Linked DNA regions of Mus musculus: region 2 is linked to region 1. Evidence: chromatin contacts called from public HiChIP or PLAC-seq data. All regions are on one chromosome and are shown on one strand. The core of a region is the stretch at or near the end of the contact, and the rest is flanking DNA. Distances in the headings are between cores, read along the strand shown. Region 1 overlaps Hc (hemolytic complement). Region 2 has its middle 13 kb from the start of Gm52552.

Region 1 (4,381 bases), core at 1,168-3,667:
GTACTCACTCTCCCTGTGCCTCTCCTCGCCCTTCCCATTGGAAGACCTTTTTCCACATCATTGTCCACTCCGCACTTCTAGTAAAATATCCCAGTGCTATCCTGCATCAGAGCACGACTGGATTGATTACCCGTGCTGCAGGAGTCACGTGGTATTACAGTGGCCCGTCTGGCCCGTCTCCTTACCTGTTTCCTCATTAAAAGAACTCAGTACCTCCAAAGAAAAACCTGACTTCAGATCCCTACTTTAGATCCAGGGCCTGGCCTAGAGTCCTGCTTGTAGAGACATGGGTTCAAATGTGTTGAAGGCACTCTTTCAATGCCATCTTGAACCAACGGTTACACTGACATGCAACTCATTTTTATAGCTTTCTTCCACTAGCCAGGAAACCAGTGGACAGCAGGACCACAGCTTACAAGCACTGGGTACTTGGTAATCATTGATATCGTGCCTGATAAAGAATGGCTTAGTCACAGGCAGCAGGTTTTAGCTAGACTGATTTGTTACAAGCAGTATTACAATTCATTACTTTACTCCTGTATTCTGGCACCTAACATTAGGGAATGTATCTTTCTTTGTATTTTATGCTCTGACAGGACAACAGTTCAGAGATATCCTTCTCACCGCCAATGCTCACACCACAGGTGCAATGTCTGCAAACCTGAGATGGGTGGGCAGATGCTGAATATTTTTGTCTGGATGAGTTTTTCCTTACTAGCAACTCTAATGTTTCACTGTAGTTGAATATTGTGTTTGTTTCTCTTCCTGTTTCTGCGGTAAAATACCTAGCAAAAGCAACTTAAGGGAGGCTGGGTTTGTTGTGGCTCACAGTTCTAAGATTCAGGCCATTGCTGCTGGGAAGTCTTGGCTGCAAGAACCTGGGACATCAACAACTAGGAGGCAAATATAACAAGCACTCCTGCTTCATGCAAGAATCCAAGCCTAGGGAATGGCACTGCCCACGAATGGCACTGCCCACATTGAAGGGGGAATCTTTTCTACTCAGCTGACCTAATCAGAAAAATAGCTCCCAGGCATATCCAGAGGCTAACCAAATCAAGAAAACCCTCCATGGGGACAGCCAGAGGTTTGTCTTGTGGGTAGTCCAGATCTTATCAAGTTGGTGATATTAACCATCACAAATATCAATGTCTGAACTTCCAGAAAACAGCTGCAGGTCACGCTGCCTGACTCACTAACGACTTGGGAAATTCAAGGCATTGGCATTTCAGACAATGGTAAGAAACTGTAAGTCACATGCTCAGTTGAGCAGGATTTGAATCAGCAAGATGGAGTTCTTTGTTACTGTACAGTCCATTCATCTAGGATACAAGGCAAAGTTTTTAATTTTCCTTTCCAAAGGCTCTAATGTACCTACACCTTTGAAGCGACTGAGTTTCTTCTGCTCCTCTACTGGCTGCCAACTATAAAGCTGAGATCAAAGCTGTACTTTCTTTCCCTTCTGACAGTGAGTGGGAGTTCGAGGACAGTTAGAACAACTCAATGTTTTCTCCCTTGGCTGACATTCCTGAGACGTGACTAATGCAGATACTTTATAAATAACTGCTAGATTACTTTCATTTGTTTAATTTTATTTATTTATTTATTTATTTATTTATTTATTTTACAAAAGCTTGGCCTCCACAATCAAAATTTTATACTCATTAAATGAAGCCAACAATAAACATCTTTAAAGATTTGATAATCTAGTTAATAAGCATTCTCGTTTTAAACAGAATTAAATATCTGGCAAGCAAATGAAACATTATTTTTTTAAGAAAGCAAATGTGACAAATTAGTACCAACAAAATGTGACAAGAATTCCCTAACATGATCCTACCTTGCTTTCCCTTTGGGCTGAAGGTATATGTGTTGCTGATACACTCAAGGCAAAGGTGTTCAAAGAAGTCTTCCTGGAGATGAACATACCATATTCTGTTGTGCGAGGAGAACAGATCCAATTGAAAGGAACTGTTTACAACTATATGACCTCAGGGACAAAGGTGAGTAGTGCTTTGAGGTATATTAGAATAAAGAGAGAAATGTGGTTAGAATAAACACACACACACACACACACACAAACACACACACACACACACACACACACACACACACACACACACACACTTTAACTCCAATAAGCATGTGCGTTGAATATTGTCCCGGCAGTACACTTTGGTACATGAAGAGAGACAGCTAGGAGGAAGGGACAGGCTAAGGGTTATGTGATGCCAGTCAGAAGGACAACGTGCAGTAGGGAAGGATGTTCAGGTGAATGTTCAGAGAAAGGAGAGCCCTAGTGTGGTTCACTACAGTTCCTCAGTCATCAGACTCTTACTCCCCACTCTCAGCCACAGCCTGCTTGCCATTTCCCTATCTTACCATTGTTAGTACCCCCACAGCAAGTCTGAACGTCAAAGAAACCCCCAACCCACTGACTGACTCAACCCTTCCCATCATCCTCCAGCCTGCTGACGCCTTTACTCTCCTCTCTGTACAAAGTAGCACTCATGAGTCATCATTTAGCCACACTCTCTGAAATTATATCAACCCTCATCAACTTCCCCCACCCCATGGACTGGACAGTGATGAACTCTGACCACGGGGAACCTGGCTTTTCTTTGTAGAGCACCTATAATAGGTTGACAGGTTTTATCACAGTCACAAGATGTTAGACAGGGACCCAACATGGTTCACAATTCTAAATATATTTTCTAATTTTATTCCTAGGACTGAGTATTTCAGTGATTCCCTCACCCAAATTTTGTATATATTCATATTTATATATGTATGCATATATTTGTATAAAGTTTGTATACACACACATTTCAAAGAAACTATGTATTCCATTGGTACACTTTCAAATCAGCTTCTAAAATTTTCATCTTAAGTTTTTTAAAGATACCAATCTGTAACTTTTTAAACACTTTTAAATATTTAAAAATTACATCAGTAGTTGAAATAAGACTGACACATCATTTAACGTATGTAGTGGGATCTAACTAGTGCAGACGAGAAAGGCATTTTCTGCCAACCCGTTGCTAAGGTGACTGCAGAAGAAACAAGGGGGTTGGCTTTACTGCTTCCAACCCCACTATGGTGGACAGATAGTCAATGGAGAGAGGAAAGACAGAGGGGTGCAGTGGTGGGTGGTGGAGAGGCAGAACTAGAGATGAGACGGTGCTGATAAGTGTGAGAGAAGCCTGTGGTGGCTGGGGGAACATGCACTGCTAAGGAGGGATGACAGGGTGGGTTGTGTGCAGCAGCCTGGGGCTTACACTCGGACTCAGCCCCACAGGCACATGGCACACTGGCTCTGAGCAACGACAGGATGTCCAAGATGAAGAACTTTGGTATCCGTGGTCCACTGTCCCATGCCCATGGTCCTACAGTAGCTGAGAGCCATGTTTATGTCCCTGGCCCAAGTTACCACTGAAAGCCATAAGGATGTCCTTGGCCTGGTCTGCTACCTGAGGCCATGGTGATCCAAGTCCATTCTGCCACCGAGGGCCAAGTCCAGGTCTGGGGTCCTACTGCAGCTGAGTTCTATGTCTGTGGTCTGTGTTACCACCAAAGTCCAAGCAGATGTCAATGGTCTGTGCTGTCACCTGAAGCCATGTTGATGTGCATGGGCCATGCTGCCACAGGCGACATACTGACCTGAGTAGCCTTTGCTGCCACCTAAGGCCATGGTACTTTTTGTCCAAGGCCATGCTGCCTCTAAGGGCCATGTGTGTGTCTGTGGTCCTACTGAAGTGGGGGTCTGTGTTGATGTTCATGGAAGTCCGTGGTCTGTGCTATCTCCAGAAACCATGTGCAAATCTAGGATCCATAATCTCGCAGACCAGAAAGGGCAGGAAAGCTACTTTTGCTATAGATGACTGCAGACTCACAGTTAAGAAAAGGGGACATTAAAACCTTCTGTGACAATCCCATCCCATCCCATCCCATCCCATCCCATCCCATCCCATCCCATCCCATCCCATCCCTGAAAAAGTAACAGCCTAAACAGAAAGTCACCAAAGAGAATTCTTTAAAATGGTGATAAAGATGCTGAAGCATCGCCCTCCACGAGAGACGCCTTCTGAAGTGGACGTGGTGGGGAGGACTCAGTTCCATTTAAGGGCTGATCACCAGGAGTTTGCCCATGCTCCAGTGAGTGCATAAGCAACACAAATTATACGTTTTTTCTTTCTCTTTTTTCTGTTTTTGGGGGGCCTGGGGGTGGGGAGAGGGTCTCAAAAGGTGGGAGAGTTGAACTGTGAGGACTGAAAAGAAGTGCACTCAGGGTTCATGATGTGAAATTCCCAAACAGTCAATAAAATTATGAAAAGAGAGTAAATGTTTTCTGTTAGTCTAGTCTAGTGGGTATATATTTATT
Region 2 (4,381 bases), core at 618-3,117, 85 kb after region 1:
ACACTCCCAGCAACAGGGATTGGACTCCTTTTCAGAGTTAGCATCCTTTCTCTCTCTCTCTCTCTCTCTCTCTCTCTCTCTCCCTCTCTCTCTCTCTCTCTCCCTCTCTCTCTCCCTCCCTCCCTCTCCCTCTCCCTCTCCCTCTCCCCCTCTCCCTCTCTCTTTCTCTCTCTCTCTCTCTCTCTCTCTCTCTCTCTCCCTCTGTCTCGTGTGTGTGTGTGTGTGTGTGTGTGTGTGTGTGTGTGTGTGTGTGTGTGAAGGGGCTTGTAGGTGGCTTTTTATGTAGATGCTGGGCACAGAATTCCAGTCCTCACACTTGCGTAGCAAGAGCTTTACCGACTGAGCCATCTCCCCAGACAGGCCCCATTGGAGAGGTTTTAGGGAAAGAGTTTGGGGGTGTGAGGCACTCAGGGAAGCAACCCCTCCAGAAGAGCCAAGCCACCCACCGTGGGCCTAAGTCTTCAGACCATGGCTGATAGCCTGCCTTACTGGATCAGCCAGGAGCCTGCTGGGGCTACTCTGTGGAAAATTCCCTTGTACACAAAGCCAAGATCTCGCTCCATACTCTCACCCCTGAGCACAGATCCATCTATGCCGTAGTCCCCAGCCCAATAATGTTGGAGCCTATTTGAGACACAGCTCCTCCCTGTCACCTCTGTCCTCCCTGGGACATTCATGTCCCATATGTATTGTGTACTGTGGGGTGATGAGGGCACCCCAAGGCCCTCAGAGCACGTGCTGTTAGGACAGTCACTTGCTGTCTCTGAGGTCACACCACGGGCAGGAGGGTGATGATAGACATAGACCCTGAGCAGCAACTATTTCAGAAGTGCATTTTCACTTGGCCTCAGTCTTCCTATCTATTGAATGAGGCCACTAAGCCCTATGAGCTAACTCGGCACACCATCACACACTGCCAGAACTCAGGTCTCCTACTACATGGGAACATATACCACATGGACACACACACACACACCATGCATATACACACATACATTAAACAGCACATACCACACAGATATACACATACCACACAGATACACACATACCACACAGAGACACACAGATACACACATACACCACATATACACACACCATATACCACATACCAAACACCATACACAGATGCACATACACCATACACACACACACACACACACCTTTCTGCTAGGAAAGCTCCCTTTGCAGATGACAAGGATTTCATCTTCTAATTCTGTTGTCTTAATCTACGTGGGTTATCAATTTCACAGGTAAGACAAGTGCAGTCTTGTCTTGGGATATGAAGTAACTTGCCCCATGGCCCACAGTTAGTTTGTGACTGAGCTTTGGCTTCAGCAGGAGACTGATTATACTCTCACCTTTGACCCCTGAATCTACCTATCCAGCATAGTGATCACTAATGCATGTGGGTGTACGGCAGTAAGACAGGCTCAAGACAGCCCGTCATTTGCGTAGACTTGGACATGGGAATGTGTTGCAACTAAGTTAAATATCTTTATTTGAGAAAGCATCTTGGATTCCCCAGGGGGGTACAAGGTCATCACCAGAGAGATTATAAAAAGCATCATAAGAGCCCAAGGCAGAGAAGATGAAAATGAAAAGAGACACAGAGATGACAATAGAAACCAGTAAGTAGCTGACCTAGAAGCCTGTATGCAGCACAGGGGGGCACTTTTACCAGAGCCTGACAACTTGATCTAACCCTGGAAATCTCACTTCGGGCTGCTAACCTCCAGGGCTGGAGGAGAACGTGGCTTTGAGCCACTGAGTTTGTGGTAATATGTTCCAGCAGCCACAGGAAATGAGTGAAACCCTTGCATTGCGGCTGCATCCAGTTGAGAAGTGTTGAAACCTACCACACAGACTTGATAGCAGAGAGAGAATTTTGCTTATCTCATTAATGTTTCATGTGGCTGACATGCTAAAGTGATTTCAACATTCTGGATATTAGATTTCTAGGAAACTTAGAAACATATCCATAGGCCACGTGAGCTCGACACCCACCCAACCACAGGAGAGGACTCTTTCCATTGCCTTGGCCAGAAGAAACAGGCCCTTCCCCCTCTGAGTGGCCTGTGGCCAGCTCTGCAGAGCTGGGGATGGGGATCCCCCTCTACACACATCCCTTCAGGTGGGGAATACTGTGGTGGGGGAGTGTCCCCCACCCCTCCTTACTCCCCACCCCTGGTGTCCCTGTAAGAAGTGATGGTTATTTTTAGCTCTCGCTGGCTCAGCACAGCTGGCTCTGAAACCTTGCTGGGTTGTAAGCCAGCCCCAACTGCCATCTCCTTGCCAAGGAGGGTCTCGGGAGAGGTCAGTTCCGTGGTTTTGGGGCCTTTCTGGGCCTATGAGCAAACTCCCAACCTCCCTGGCAAGGATAACCATAGTCCATGGTTTTTGGATAATGAAACTGAGGTTCCTTCGAGGTTCAGAAGTGGCTGCACTGGGTCTTAGGAGACCTTTCTCTGGCACTATGACACTTGGCAAGGCTGACACTGTGGGTCTGTCTGCCCAGTGCCAGATGCTTTGGGGCCTCACACAAGCTTTTTTTGAGGCAGAGAGATAGCACTTTGTACCTTGCAAAGTCTTCTTGCTTTCATTTTTTATTTTCAGTGATGGGCTTGACCCCAGAGTCCCTGGTGTACTAAGCCCTAGGAAAGTACTCTAATCAAGACAAGAGCTAGCCAGCAACGTGAAGGAGGCTGGCACGCAAGCCCTTCACTTGCTGAGCCATCCCACCGGCCCATGGGCAAGAGTGCTTGTGAGTGTTCTGTAAAATGGCATCACAGATGTGCTCCTGTAGGAGCTCAGGGTGAAGTGAGGAAAGTAATCTGCATAAATTCTTAGCCCCGAGCCGGCTCAGGAAATGTTTCCTTATAGCTAATGCTGATCCATAACCTCGCTGGACCCTCTCAAACACCGGTGTGTAGAACAGAACACGTGCAGTCAATTTGTGCTCGCTTTTATGCTGGGGATTGAATCCAGGATCGCCTATGTGCTAAGTACCTGCTCTACCACTGAGCTACACCCCAGGCTCTCAGCAAACACCCAGTGGCTGTGGATGTTTTTGTAACCTGCAGACTGAAGCCCCGGATGCTTAGGAAACATGCACAGGCGTAAATTATCTATCAAGGAGCTATTAAACAAAGCCCCGCTGCTGCTTCACCTTTCTTTGCCCAGGTCAGCCTTCCCTCTGCACCGCACTGCTGGCTCCTCCCTTAAACCTCAGCCTCCGGTCTGTCCTTGGCTCAGGCTGCCTCCCTTGTTCTCCTGTAGCCTGAGGAGGTAGCAATTTCATCAATGCCCAGGTTAATTTGAAAGACCAATCTGGCTTCTTTATGGCCTCTAATTATTCAGCAATCATCTAGGTGTGACTGGAAAGGAATTTTGTGGGTGTAATTACCATTTTTAATTGGTCAGTTTTAATGAAAGGATTATCCTAGTTGATCTGTTAGCAGGTGCTTGGAACCAAACTGAGGCTGCCCTGGAGACGAAAGTCACCTTGAGTGCAGGAAGGGCAGCTGGCCTTGCCCGCTGCCTGCCCTGGGGTGGGTTAAGGGGGTGTCTACTGGCCTCGGTGGATCCCACAATCAAGGCAGTTATTTGCAATAAATCAATCCAAATGATTTAGTCTAGAAGATCTTATTTTGTCCTCACACAATATGATCTCTAAATGTAAGTTTGGTTTTAAGCGTACAAAATAAATCATGATTCAATGTAAGGTCGGGTCTCACTTTAAGTAACTAGGACATCAACAAAGCCACTGGAAAACTTATCCTAAGGTCCCTTAGCTATTACATAAACAGGTGCAGCAATCGTGTTCCCTAAAGCCCTGGATGCGGCAGCAGAGGAAGGCTTAATGCTGGCTTCTGTGCTTTGTGTCCTTAAGGGGCCAGCTCCTACCCTTATGAATCTTAGTTACTGTGGGGTTCCAGAGAGGAAACTCCTTCAGGAGGCCAGAGGAGATGGAGGGGGAGGGCTTCCTCCCTCCTTAAGGAGCTTTAAGACTTCATTGTATCCTCCCGATGCCTTTCCAGAGTCCTGCCCAAGGCTAATGCCAGTGCTCCAGGTGTGTAGAGAGTACTCAGGGGCACTGTCTGGTAGCCAGAGGTGTGCCAATAGCTAAGGGGTAGGAGGGCTTAGTAGCTAGACCCATTGGCCAGTGCCCCTGCCCCTTACAACAGAACAGGAAAGACATTCCAAAGGAACTCAAGGAACTGAACCTGAGGCTCCTGCAGGGTCCCCTGGAGTGGGACACATTTAGCTGACAGCCTCTGGTGGCTTGCAACTTCCCCCACCCAGTCAGGCCAGGGCCCAACTTGCCCCTAGGTCAGACCACCTCTTGGGAGGTGATCTGGAGACAAGGGTCCAGGTGGCCCCA

The links. HiChIP or PLAC-seq counts read pairs in DNA pulled down with a chosen protein or histone mark.
Region 2: a BATF HiChIP or PLAC-seq map of CD8 T cells shows a contact between it and region 1, with 26 read pairs. The contact joins two enhancer-like sites. A contact is called at or near these places in 1 of 15 datasets of contacts at CTCF or cohesin (CD8 T cells), 3 of 484 Hi-C or Micro-C datasets (bone marrow-derived macrophages, nephron progenitors and olfactory sensory neurons), 1 of 115 datasets of contacts at active chromatin or transcription factors (CD8 T cells) and 1 of 9 other capture datasets (liver).

What each region holds. Positions count from the first base shown.
Region 1 is chr2:35,021,742-35,026,122 of GRCm38.p6, reverse strand. It overlaps Hc (hemolytic complement), which reads left to right. Exons shown (of 41, transcript NM_010406.3): 19 at 1,165-1,238; 20 at 1,864-2,003. Among named protein-coding and RNA genes, the nearest start is that of Hc, 37 kb to the left of the region's middle. Within about 2 kb of position 2,417, at least 10 of the 459 cell types and tissues checked have an H3K27ac peak or open chromatin away from gene starts, as enhancers often do. A contact at or near this core is called in CD8 T cells, where this site is marked.
Region 2 is chr2:34,936,562-34,940,942 of GRCm38.p6, reverse strand. No RefSeq gene overlaps it. Among named protein-coding and RNA genes, the nearest start is that of Gm52552, 13 kb to the left of the region's middle. Within about 2 kb of position 1,867, at least 91 of the 459 cell types and tissues checked have an H3K27ac peak or open chromatin away from gene starts, as enhancers often do. A contact at or near this core is called in CD8 T cells, where this site is marked.